Regions from separate parts of the Arabidopsis thaliana genome. Here region 1 is linked to region 2. Evidence: chromatin contacts called from public HiChIP or PLAC-seq data. All regions are on one chromosome and are shown on one strand. The core of a region is the stretch at or near the end of the contact, and the rest is flanking DNA. Distances in the headings are between cores, read along the strand shown.

Region 1 (6,631 bases), core at 1,509-4,008, 62 kb after region 2:
CTACCACAAGTTAATCCCTCGATTTTTTAACATATTACAATAAGAATATTAAAAATAACAAAAATAATATTTAATTTTACGAAATGAAGTTATCTGGTGGAACGAGTTTGGTTTGATATTCATACGGGATGATAATCTACGAGTGAAATCTTAGAATTAACAATTTTAACACAATTATCCTATCTCAAACACTAAACAAAAGAAACAATATTTACAAAACAACTATAAACTTAAAATTTGAATTTTTAGTTACAAAAAAATCAACTAATGGTGTACCTCAAAGTAAATTTCACGCTATATCATCTAATTGATCAAATTTCAAACAAAACAATTAATTTGTATATACATCAAACTAACAAAAATACACAGATTTTCCAAATATCTCTATATTATTCCGCAAATCGAAACAAATCTAATATTCAATTTATTATGCAAAATACGAAAAATATAAAAAATATAAATTAATTAAAAAATTTAGCTATTGTATCATAAATAACATTATACACTTTTCTATGCACATTATAATTTATACACTACAATATCTTTCACCAAAAATGTATTATAGTTATTTCTTAAAATATGAAACCCCGCACATATGTGCGGGTCAAAATCTAGTATGATGATAAACTTAAAATCATTGCTTATGTTTTACAAACTGTTTTGACAAAATTAAATAGAAAAAAGGACGACCATTTAAAAAAGAACCACAATGTAATAAATAATAGATGGATGCCCATTATAAGGCTCTTCATCTAGGTCCATCATCTAGATGTCTCTAGGGTTTTAGCCTTCCCTTGTACTCCTATATAAAGGACTCTTTATTCAATGGAATAACACACTCATTTTTCTTCTATCTCTTTCTCTAGTCATAACACGTTATCAACACGCTCTAAAAGGTAGATATAGAGATTCTTACATTTTTTTTAGAACCATGTTTACTTACATGGTTCACAATATTTATTTTTCTATTATTGAAATAAAACAATATTTGTCGATCGATGATTATGGTATCAATCGGTAAAAGCATCATTTCAATGATTCAGTAAAGAAGAGAATCATGCTTATCATTTGTTTCTCTAATTATTATTGCATGATTCAATGATTCTACAAAAAAAATTGTTAAAGAAGAGAATCATGTTTGTTCATTGTTGATTATTAATTATTAATTTTTTTGAAATCTACTATAATAATATAAAATATTTTATTTGATATCTTATTTAGTTAATATTTTATTGTCTAAAATTCTACAATTCAAATTTAATCTCCTTGATTTATCGGTAACGGATTAGGCACAGTCTATTTGTCAGTTTGTACTTAATCTAATGTTGAAACTTTATATAGTCCTATGAATGTTTGGTAAATAATCGCAGGTTTACGAATATGGACTTCGTTGATCATACTTTTAACATGCCGTTAAAGTCATCAAGTTACAGGTAATTGACTAATTTACTCCATTGAGAGTAGCTTATTTTGTTAAGCATGTGTAATATGCAGAATCTATAAAACTTTGTCCACTTTCATTCATATTAATAAGGATTTGAATTGAAATTCTGAGAATGAGAGGTAACCATAAATATCCTCTATGAGAACTATAATAGCCCTTAAAAAGAAACTTATGTCGTCCAATTGCAAAGATAGAAAGTTTAAATTCAACTGCCTTATCAGCTTGTATATAAAATCAAGCTTCTTCAACTATTGATTTCAAATGTTCAATTAGTCTTCTTGATAGTCTTTTGCTCTGGAGCCGGCAAATTAGAATCAGAGACAAATTATATCAGTTTAATTAGAGATACAAATAAGTCAAACAAATTATAGCAGTTTAATTAGAGTAAATCCTTAAAAAGATAAACCAAAAACTAAATCCGAAAAATATAATTAAGCAAAGTACGCACCTTAGTGTAGGTGTTTTCTTTTGACCAAAAAAAAAAAAAGTTTAGCTGTTGTCTTGTGTTTAAGAAACGTCTACGTGGTAGCCTCTGAATTTTTTTATTTTTTTTTTGTCAAATAGTTGGTTTTCATTAATTGAGAACCGGTACAGCTGGAATTAAAAGCAAAGCGGCCTTAGCAAGTGCATCGGCTTTAGAATTGTTTTCTCTCTTAACAAAAGAAAATGAATTTTCTTCAAAGTTTAGGGAGAGAACTGAGATGTCGAAGACTATCCCATGGAGCTCCATTGGATGAGGCTCACCATTTAGTACTTTGACTAGCTGCTGCGAGTCTGAAGCTACAACAAGTTTTTTGAATCCAAGATCTGCTGCGTGTTGGATAGCGAGAGAGAGAGCCGATGCTTTTGCCAATAAGGGAGATCTGATGTTCATCGCTGCAGCTTTATGATGGGATTCCAAATGGTTCGAATGGTCCACAAAAACCCAACCGAAACCAGCCTGTAAGGTCTCTTCTCTCCACGAAGCATCTGTAGAACATTGAATCGTGTCTAAATCGATCTCTGAGGGAGATATACCTGGAATCACGATCTTAGATTTCGATGCTTGGATCTGAGCTCCTAACCATTCTGTGGATTGAGAAATAGATTGGGATATGAGATCCATACTCGAGATGTGTTTTTGCTCAAAAATTAGCTTGTTCCTGCAATTCCATAGGTTCCACAAGATCCAAATGGGAAGTTGTCCTTGTCCAATTCCGATTGGTGGAAGGGTAACGAGGAGCTTTGAGACTTCCAAACCCTGTTTCATACTTGTGATCCGGGAAGCTTGAAGCGTGGTTTTGAAAGGAGAAAGATCCCAGACCTTAGAAGCAAATGGGCAGAGGAAAAGCAGATGGAGAATTGATTCAGCCTCGTCGCAGTGAGGACAGAGAGCAAGCGGATTTATACCACGCAGCCTCAGGTTTTCACCAACTGGGAGAGCATTCTTCATGGCTTTCCAGAGGAAAATTTTCAATTTTGGGGGGCAGTGTTTGGTCCATATCTCCTTATTTCAGTTAAAGTCCAATGGAGGTTCTTCTAGTTGAGTACCTTGGTGAGAAAGAGCATCAGCTGCGTGATACCCTGTCTTGACCGAGTAGTCTCTAGTCTTATTAGGTAACCAAACATATCGATCTCTGGCTCCAAATTTGCTGGGTCTTAGAAGGAAGATCTCCTTTTCATAGCTGGGAAGTAACAATCTTACTTTCTCTCTATCCCAAGACTTTGTGGTTTGACAAATAAGCTGAGCTACTGTCATTGATTTGAATTGTTCAAGTGCAGGACCCATTGGAGTTGAGGAGGTTGAAAGAGATAGCCACGGTTCGTTCCAAACCAAAGTATCCAAGCCCGATCCAATCACTTTCCCCAGCTGAGATTTGATTAGATCTTTGCCCGTACAAATGCCTCTCCAACCGTGAGAAGAAGCAGCAGTGACTGAGCAGTCTAGGAAGGACGAGGTTCGACAATACTTTCCTAGCAGAATTCTAACCAAAACACACGATGGAGATTGCACAATACGCCAACTCAACTTTGCAAGCAAGGCATCATTAAAATTTGTAATATCTTTGAAACCAAGTCCACCCTCCTTCTTGTTCTTTGCCATTTTTGACCAGGCTATCCAACACATCTTCTTTTTATCTGCAGAAGAGTCCCACCAAAAATGAGTGAGGGCTGATTGGATTCTCTTACAAAGAGAGACAAGAAGTTTGAAGCAGGACATGGTATAGGTAGGCATCGATGCTAGTACAGACTTCAACATTGTGGTTTTGCCCGCAGTGGATAAGAACCGAGAAGACCAACTCAAAGATCGCTGCCGTATTCTATCAACAATCTGATTGAAGAGATCTCTCTTCTTTCTACCAAACATCTTAGGTAAGCCCAGATATTTCCCTAGTCCTCCAACCAGCTGAATTCCAAGTATTTGTTGAGCTTCTGTTTTGATATGATCAGGGGTTTTCCTTGAAAAAGTGATTGCTGATTTTGATTTATTGATCATTTGACCAGATGCCTCTTCATATTTCTTGAGAATGCACAAGAAAGTCTTACAACTTTTGAGATCAGAGCGGCAGAAAAATATCGTATCATCTGCAAAAAGAAGATGATTAACTCTAGGATTGCCTTTAGAGACCCGTAATCCGAGAAGAGATCCATCGAGCTGAGCTTTCCTGCACAAACCAGAGAGAACTTCGCTGCAGATTATGAAGAGGAACGGTGAGAGAGGATCCCCTTGTCTCAATCCTCTCTCTGGAGTAACTGCACCTTGAGCAGAGCCATTGAGGAGGAAGGAGTATGAAACTGTGGTGATACATTGTAAAATCCAGCTTATCCAAGTTTGGTGAAACCCCATCTCTTGCATAACCAGTTTGATAAAGTCCCACTCAATTCTGTCATAGGCTTTACTCATGTTAGTTTTGACAGCCATAAAGCATCGTTTCTCTGCTCCTAAGGATTTGAGGTAATGAAGAGCTTCATGTGTGATTAGTACATTGTCATTACTCGCTCTTTTTGGAACAAAAGCTGACTGATTTTCAGAAATTATCTCTTGCAGGATTGGTTGCAGACGCCTAGACAGCAGCTTTGAAATGATTTTATAGAAAACTGTGCATAAAGCTATAGGTCTGTAGTCTACCATCCTTTTCAGGCTTTGGATTTTAGGAATCAGTGTGATATGTGTTTTGTTGATTGTTGGCTGAAGGGTAGATGAAGAAAAGAAGGATTGGATCTCCAAAACAATGTTAGGACCCACAGTCATCCAATTTGATTGGAAAAAACTCGCCGAAAACCCATCCGGACCGGGTGCTTTGTCAGCATGGATAGAAAAACAAGCAGATTTTATTTCCTCTGCTGAAGGCAATTAAATCAGAGAACGATTCTGTTCAGGAGAGATGAATGGTTTAATGGCCTCTTTAATGGTTGCAGCTCGAGCTCCTTCATTTGCAGAGAATAGCTTCTGAAAATACTCGGAGATAACATTGAGGATCCCTGCCTCTTCATACTCAGGTACTCCATCCTCCTTTTCTATCACTGAGAACTTATTTATCACCGTTCTACCTCTAGTGATGGCATGGAAGTAACCCGAATTTTTATCTCCTAAGGCAAGCCATAACTGTCTGCTTCTCTGCTTCCAATACTCTTCCTCTGCCTTGTATGCTAAGAGCAAATTAGTATTGATAGTCGATAACAGCTCTTGATTGTGATCTTGACTAGACATTGCCTCTTCAAGTTTTTGACGATTTTCCTCAATAAGTTTTTGACTACTTTGCTGCTTAGCCCTAGACCACTTAACAATTTCCAAACGACATCTGCTAATTTTTTCCTCCACAATGTCTGTATCATAAAGATTCCAGGCCTCTTGAACAAGGGCTGTGACTTCATCGTTGTTTTTTAGACGCCTATCGTAACGAAACACTCCTTTTTTCTTTTTCTTTGACAGGTCAAAGTGGGTAAGAAGTGGTCTGTGGTCTGACCCTTCAAAGCAAAGGTAAATGCATCTACTAGCAGGATAATCTTCAGCCCACGCTCCATTGGACAATGCACGATCAAGCCTGCAATGCACAACATGATCATGTCTCTTTCCACGCCAAGATAAGAAATTCCCTGAATGTCTTAAATCATACAAATCACATTCCGCCATAAATGATCTAATGTCCACAAAAGTTCCTTCATATCTTGCAGGTCCTCCTTGTTTTTCAGAAGAATCTATGATATAATTGAATTCTCAGTAAGATACCAGGGTTCACTTCTATCTTTCCCTAAACTGGTAAGCTGATCCCATATAGCTTTCCGCTTTGATCTGTCTGGTTCCCCATAGATGAAAGTAGCAAAGAAGTGTTTACCCGCCGCCTTAATCTTTGTGTCAATAAAGTTGTTGCAGGAATAAAGGATTGTCACTTCTACTTCATGTTTCCAGAGAAGGGCCAGACCACCACCTCCTGGGCTATGCGGGGGAACAAGGTGATGTGCAGAAAAATTCATCCAGTTTAAAGAGGTGAGGGTTGTCTCATTGGGGTTCTTGGTTTCCATAAGGAACAGAATTTCTGGTGAGATTGAAGAATGCATCTCACGCAGCCGTTGTACTGTTGTGGGGCTCCCCAATCCACAACAGTTCCAGCTCAGAACTTTTAAGGAATCTGATTTGGTAGATGGTGAAAATCCACCTTATCTTTCACTCTTGCAGGTATAATAGTTACTCGTGGAGTAGGTTGACTTGAGGAAGGGTTGGAGGCTCCAGGTTGGAGGAGAAGCTTTTGCTTTGTTTTCGTGGTTCTGCTAGGGCCAGCAGATTCTTGTATGTGAGCTTCATTCTTCTCAGGTGTGGATTTCCTTTTAGGGGAGTTCTGGATAAGTCCCTTTCTTTTGCTTGATTTTGCTCCCAGCAATGGTAAAGCAGCTTTGTTTTGGGGTTTAGCTAAAGGTGGACGTCCTCTTTTCTTTTTTGCAGGAGCAACACAGCTTGTAGTCTGATCAGCCGGATGACTTTGTAGGTCTTGGTACTGAGAGAGATTATCTTGTGTTGGAAGATCTTCAGAGGCAAGGTAATTTTGGTTTGAGATGAGTGCAGCTTCCAGCATTATAGAAGCTGTTTCTGCCATGAGTCCTTTTTCTTCTCCTTGAAAAACTCTTCGTTTTCTTGCAGCGCTTTCAGTTGGGTGTGCACAACTAACATATTGCAGAGTGACGTCTCTAAGCTCTCCCATGATTTGGTCA
Region 2 (6,610 bases), core at 396-2,895:
TCATACCCATTGAGCACAGTTTGCAGAACATAATCAATCTTTCCCTAACCAATTTCAAAAGTTCTTTCCAAGAGAGAAGTCGATTGATTACTCCTCCGAAAATGGTGAGTAAATTTGGAGAAAGCTTGATCAGAAGATGCGAAGATGGTCAATTCTTTCTAATCGTCGTGGTTTAGATCTTGATTCGCGATCTTAAGAGTGAGTCCCAGAGAAATGTAGCCCGAATCGGAAGTTAATGCCATGGATGCATTTATCGAGCTTTTATTTAAGCTATATATGTATCTAAGTTTGTGTACAATCAATACGATGTCTCAGCTCAGTAGGTTCAGTATCAGCGTTTCATCTCAAAGGTGTTATGTTTGATTCTTCACTTTTTAATATTTTTATAATATTAAAACTTCGCCGATTATAAGTTAACAGAATTTATAACGAAAAACTTAACACTGTTAATTTTTCCGTCAGTTGACTTAACGTTAGGTCCAAAATGGCAAAGTCAACAAAAGTTAACTATTTAATTTAAAAGTCAACAATTACTTTGGTATTTAAGTGACATTTTAAAAGTTTATGTTTTTTTCGTCCCAAATTTGAAAGTTCATTCTTTTTAAACATTTTTCCCTTTAGGAATCCCTCTGTTTTCAACTAGGCCTGGGAGTTCGGCAGAAACCGGTTAAACCGAACTGAACAAACCGACGATTATTGTTTTCGGTTTCAAACCGAGTTATTGTTCTAAACCGATCGGCCAAAAATTAAATTAATTTTGGTCTTCGGATAATACGGTTCGGTTCATCAAATCCGAACGGTTTTTTCGGTTTAGGGAGATACCTTACAAAAATAGAAAACCCTAAATCTATCACTAAATTCTAAATTGTTTTCTAATCTCTCCTCCTCTACAAACGCTTCTTGTCTCCTTTTCTTCTTCAACCACTTTTTATTTTTGACCTTCTAATCCTTCTTCATTCTTCTTCGTATTCCTTCTTCTTCTTCTCCTTGTCTTAGTTCTTCTTCTCCACCTTTTTGTTTTGTAGGTGTCTTCTGTCAAAGCCGTCGCGACATAAATCCTTCTGTCATTGACGACTTTAACGGCAACAATTTTATGGTTCTCTACATCTCTTCTCGCCAGATCTAGATTCATCTTCTCTGTTTTTTTTCTTTTTCACCTCACCTTTGTTTTTCCATCTCACTCCAACCGTTTGCCGTCATCTTCACAAAATGAACAACAAAACCCTAGATGTGGGTAGTGGGCTTCACTTGACCTAGAACAACGTTTTGGGCTTATAAAAGCTAAAAACATAAAGTTGGGCTTTAGAAAACTTAGCCCATTATGCATAAACTTGATCCAACACTATTTGGTTAACCGATTAAAAACAGTTTCGGTTCAAATTCGGCGAGTTATAAATTTTATTAACCGAACTGAATTAACCGAGTACCAAACTGAACCGAATTTTTATTCGGTTCAATTCGGCAAAATTTTAAAAAACCAAAAAACCCGGAAAACCGATTAAACCGAATTGTTTAACCCGATTTAACCGATCTCCCAGGCCTATTTTCAACTGTGGCTGAACTACGAAATATAGATGGTTGGTCTCTTCCTCCTGCTAGAACAGAGAGACAAGTTCTTCTCCACTCTTTTATCTCTACTATTTCCATGTCATCAGCGAATGATACTCCGGTTTGGGCAATTGATGGTAGGCCTTACTTCTCTTTCTCTTCTAAATCTGTATGGAATGCTATTAGGATTTCAAATCAAGTTCAATCTTGGGTTCCTCTTGTATGGCACAAAGCAGTCATTCCACGTCATGCTATCACATCCTGGCTTTTTATACTCAATCGTAACCCTACTCTAGATCGTTTATCTACATGGGGTTTTGATATTGAGTTGGACTGTCTTTTGTGTGGCTTTGTCAGGGCATGAAGTGATGCTAGCAGACTGAAGCTTGGTGCTGAGGTAAGAGATTAGTTGTTGGATGTGATCTTTAGACATTATTTCATCCTGCATAACCGGTGCTTGATTTTCAGACTGATCGATGCTTGTTAGATTTGTACTGCCTACACAAGAACTCTGTTGATTTGCCCTTGGATGTCCCGGAGGATAGCCATGAACTTTGTAACACTTGTCAACAGTGTGACCAATACGATTGCAGTGAGTACATTTGGGTTTCTTGAAGTTTCCCTGAGCCATCAATATTGGATTCTGTTCAGTAAGCAAACCTTGAGTCTGAAAAGCAGCCGGAGAGGGAGTAGGTTTCGAAGCATGTCCAACCAATCGCTGACTCTCATCTTGATCAAGCATGTTGTAAATTTCATTCAGTCCAGGTCTAGGCTTCATGTTAAGAATCTGACTCATGATAGTATTAAAGTCATCATTTAAACCCATCAAAAACTGAATGACTCTACTTGTTTCAGCATCTTCAAGCAGCTCCTTCACTTGATCACAGTCACACTTCTTCACACTACGAGTTTTAGTATTCAACAACTGTTCCCATAGAGTTTTCTTCTTTGTAAAGTAAGTGGATAGATTAAGAGATCCCTGCTTCAGTGTCATCACAGCTTGTTCCAGCTGATACTTCCTAGGCAAATTATTCACCCTAAACCGAGTAAATAGATCAGTCCACATCTCAACAGCATCTTCATAATAAAGTATACTGTCATAAATCTCCTTGTTCACAACATTAAGAATCCACGATTTCACCATACTATTGCATCTACTCCAGATTCGAAAAGTAGAATCATCAACAGAAGGTCGCAACAGAGATCCATCAACAAAACCCAGCTTGTTTTTCGCATCTAGGCTGATTCTCATCGCTATGGACCAACTATTATAGTTACTACCATCAAGAACATGAGCTACAATAGATAAACCTGGATGATCGGAGGAATGGAGAATCAATGGGTTATCAACGTTGTCAGGAACCTTCGGATTTGACCCATTTCCACCATAAGCATCCGATCGTTGAGTAAGTTGCTGTTTCAGTGCCATGAGCTTCTGATCTTCAAGGATCGTTGCTTCACGAGCAGATCTGACAGCTGAACCTTCATCATCCGTCATTGCACTTCGAGTCTTCATTTTTCCACCTTTCTTCACCATTTTTCTTCAAACTGAGCTCGCGGAAGAACAATCAATGATCAGAGAAGGAAGAATCGGTGAAGATGGAACAGAAACTGTAGAAACGAAGGTGAAATCACCAGATTTGTGTGAGGAAATGCTCTGATACCATATTAGAAGTCGAGAACAAAAGAGTTTTGTGAAATGATTTTCTATTTTCTCAAATGTAAAAGTAATTACAAAGCTGATTATATACAATTCTCCTAAACCAACTAAACCAAGCTACAATGTACAATCTAAGCTAAACCGGATTACAATAGGTAAGTTAATACCCACGAATCAAGGAATCATTTGTATTTGAATGTGTCTTCTCTGCTGAAGTTTGGCGATTGATAACACAACGGCTTCAGACATCACCCCCTCCGCTCCTCTGGGATCAAATCCTTCTTTGGCTACCTAAAGCTTCAACATCTAAACATCGTAATCTAGCTCTCCTTCAAGGTTGGCAAGGTGCAATCTATGCATTGTGGAAGGAACGAAATCGCCGATTCCATGATGGTCTCTCCCTCTCTTCGGGTACAATCGCAATGGACGTCATGTCCACCATGATTAACAAGTGTAAAGTAATGATTCAGCTGGACTTAAAGCGTGGAATTTCACTTCTCCAATGTTGGACTCACTATGGTTTAAATCAAGATTATGGCTCTGTTTTTCTTTATGCAGGTTTCTCTGTTTTTGATTCTTACTCTTTCTAGCATTCTCTGCTAGTCCTCTTTCTTCTCTTTCTGGTTGTAATAGTTTCGTCTTCTTTCATTGTAATTTTTTCTTCCATTTATTTTAAAAAACCGGTAAACAAAAAAAAGTATACAATAATTCCATTCTCATACTTTTTGTCGTATATATTGACTTAATTAGGAATCTAAACAGAAATCAGTATTTAGTAATGATTAATATTGATTCAAAAATTTTGACTTAAAATTGATCGAGAGTCAGTGTATAGCGAGAGAGGCTAAATATATAGTCATGGAATACAACTCTGTTACTATATTCCCTAAAAGTCAAGATCTATAGTAATAAATTCGTGTAAAATAAACAAAAGATAGAACATAGATTTAGAGAACATTAGAGTAAATGTAAGAGAACTGGACAAAGAACGATGAGAGGAAATAGATTTTTTCGAATAAATTGAAATGAATTCAAAACCAAAATAGTGTAAACCTTACAAATCCGAAAATGGTTTTAACAAAGACAATTGAAATCAATAATGAAAGAAACATGAAATAATCAAATCGAATGCAAAGAAATGTAACAAAATTGTCCATCTAAAACAACCGTCACATTTTTGAAAGACCAGCAAATCACTCCTTCTTTTCGACCTTCACCTTAAAAACCTCTTTCTTAACAGCCTCCTTCTTCACAATAATCAGCTCAACACTTCCCCTATCAACAGTAACCTCTTCATCTAACTCCACCACTGTCCCTTTCTTTTTGATATCAACACGCTCGTCTCCAACAATCAAGGTATTAGGTGTAGCAGCTCCACGAATAACACCCTCCGCATCAAACTCTAGTTTAGACTTTCCCAAGTATATAGGTTCAAGACATAATTTCTTCGAAGTTGAAGATCAATCTGATGCATCAATTTCTGTAGCATAGACACGCTTAGAAGATGGAGTAATAGACTCGGTTGTTTCCTGGCTATTCTCTATCATGAGTGGTACCTATTGTATTATAATACACGATTAAAGATTAGACATATGAATGGAAGCACAATAAATACAAATTATTATAAGTGTTATGATTAATGATATATGTTTATAGTAGGATTACCTGATCACCAGAAACGATTGAAGCCGCGTTGACAATCTCAGCAGAGTCCTCTAGCAATTGGTCATCAAGAAGTCCATCCTTGAGGAGAACCTTTGAAACCTTGTAGATCTCTTTTCTCATCCCATATATTCTCTTTCTCAACACATACCAGGAAAAGAAATGTCTTTCCAATCAAATTTTTCACGGGATCATGCAATACATCTGGATCCTCGATCTCCTCAACGGAGCCATCAAGTACAAAAGCAGAGGACTCGCCAATAATTTCAGAGCAAATTGAATCAAATAGCAACAATTTCGCCTCTCCAGTATTATCAATGACTTTAGCAAAACATCATGAACCTGTAAAAAAAAAACAACTCATACAATATAAGTAAGACCGTTTGAGAAAATCCATAAACATTTTCCAAATTAATAAAACGCATAGGGAGTGCATATGCACCTAGTAACAACATTTGTGACCACATACTTGCACATGTCACACCATAAACGTGGTTTCTTTCCTTTGTTATTGACACCATGCACCCCATCATGTAGATATGTGTTACCTTCTTTTTGCAAACTTTGCAACTGATGAAGTACCAAGCCCAATCTGTATCTATCGCATAAATAGTACACAATACCCTTACCTTACCAATGTACACATACATAAAATTTCAAACATTAGGATATATAACAAAAAAGATCATCAAGGTCAAAAACACCAAAAATAATATGATCTCACACCTCTACATAATTAATGAGTTATGAGATAGTGTTCCTTGCGAACTCAGCATAGTCAACATTCTGACCAGCGACCATTTGAAACCTTGGAACTCTCTCTCGATGTACGCAAATGATACCATCCGCTGGGAGTATAGATTTAAAAGCAGAACCGGTATTCATATACATTACAAAAAAAGCAAAATTCAATATGAGCAGGTTCGTATGGTTAGCAAAACTTACGATCGCACGAAAACATCAACCTCTGGGAAAGGTGGATTGACATGTACTTGAGAGGAGTCAAACGAATTAGATAAACTTCGAACACCTAATATTTGATATTCAATAAAAATTACGAATCAATCTATAGAAAATATGACATCTTCGTACCATTATAAGCCTTTATTTTGGAAAACCGTAAGAGGTAGACCACAATCTTGCCATCAGACTCCTGACAGGACCTAAAGACATGTTCGGCGAACGAACTCCACAAAGTTACAGCCAATCTCTCATCCCTGTTAGTAGTAAATGAAGACGAAATGAGTACCAATACTAACACAACCAAAAATCAGAGAATAAGCAACTTACATCTCATCTCTTATTTCAAAATCAATCTTCTTGGTTGGCTTATTATTAGTCTCGAGATCTTCAAGCTCACCAATCATAACAATCTGACCTATAAATTTTGTTACACGAAAGAGCAAGCAAATATTAATAATTTGGAATAACATGACAATTAAAATACACGGATCTTTGATATAACCCTTACCAACCAAGATGTGAGGATTCAACTCTCCACTTTGAATTATTTTATAGCTTGCCAACTGTCAGGAAGTTGGAATCAGATTTTGATTCACAGCCCATGACTTGAGTTCCAGTTTGGAAACTCATCTTATACAAATGGTTGGTAGGATAAAACTGGCCACCTGCATAATTGAGACCAAACTTCTCAATGAAGATCCATTCATCAACAATAAGCTGGTTGACAAACTTAGACATCAACTCCTTTTTCACAGATGTGTGTCTTCCCCTACAAAT

Evidence for each region. HiChIP or PLAC-seq counts read pairs in DNA pulled down with a chosen protein or histone mark.
Region 1: a contact with region 2 is called in an H3K9ac HiChIP or PLAC-seq map of seedling, with 1.8 times the contacts expected there. The contact joins the promoter of AT2G11225 here to the promoter of AT2G11035 in region 2. A contact is called at or near these places in 4 of 26 Hi-C or Micro-C datasets (root and seedling) and 1 of 2 datasets of contacts at active chromatin or transcription factors (seedling).

What each region holds. Positions count from the first base shown.
Region 1 is chr2:4,475,666-4,482,296 of TAIR10.1, forward strand. AT2G11225 reads left to right here and starts at 2,759. Exons shown (of 9, transcript NM_001335371.1): 1 at 2,759-2,846; 2 at 3,206-3,261; 3 at 6,198-6,236; 4 at 6,384-6,459; 5 at 6,561-6,631. The coding sequence starts at 2,759. AT2G11215 reads left to right here and starts at 2,111. Exons shown (of 1, transcript NM_001335370.1): 1 at 2,111-2,203. The coding sequence starts at 2,111. The coding sequence ends at 2,203. It also overlaps the pseudogene AT2G11240.
Region 2 is chr2:4,415,275-4,421,884 of TAIR10.1, forward strand. It overlaps AT2G11035 (reverse transcriptase zinc-binding protein), which reads left to right and starts at 1,646. Exons shown (of 4, transcript NM_001335367.1): 1 at 1,646-1,900; 2 at 2,017-2,140; 3 at 3,016-3,173; 4 at 3,454-3,798. The coding sequence starts at 1,646. The coding sequence ends at 3,798. It also overlaps the pseudogene AT2G11140 and the pseudogene AT2G11150.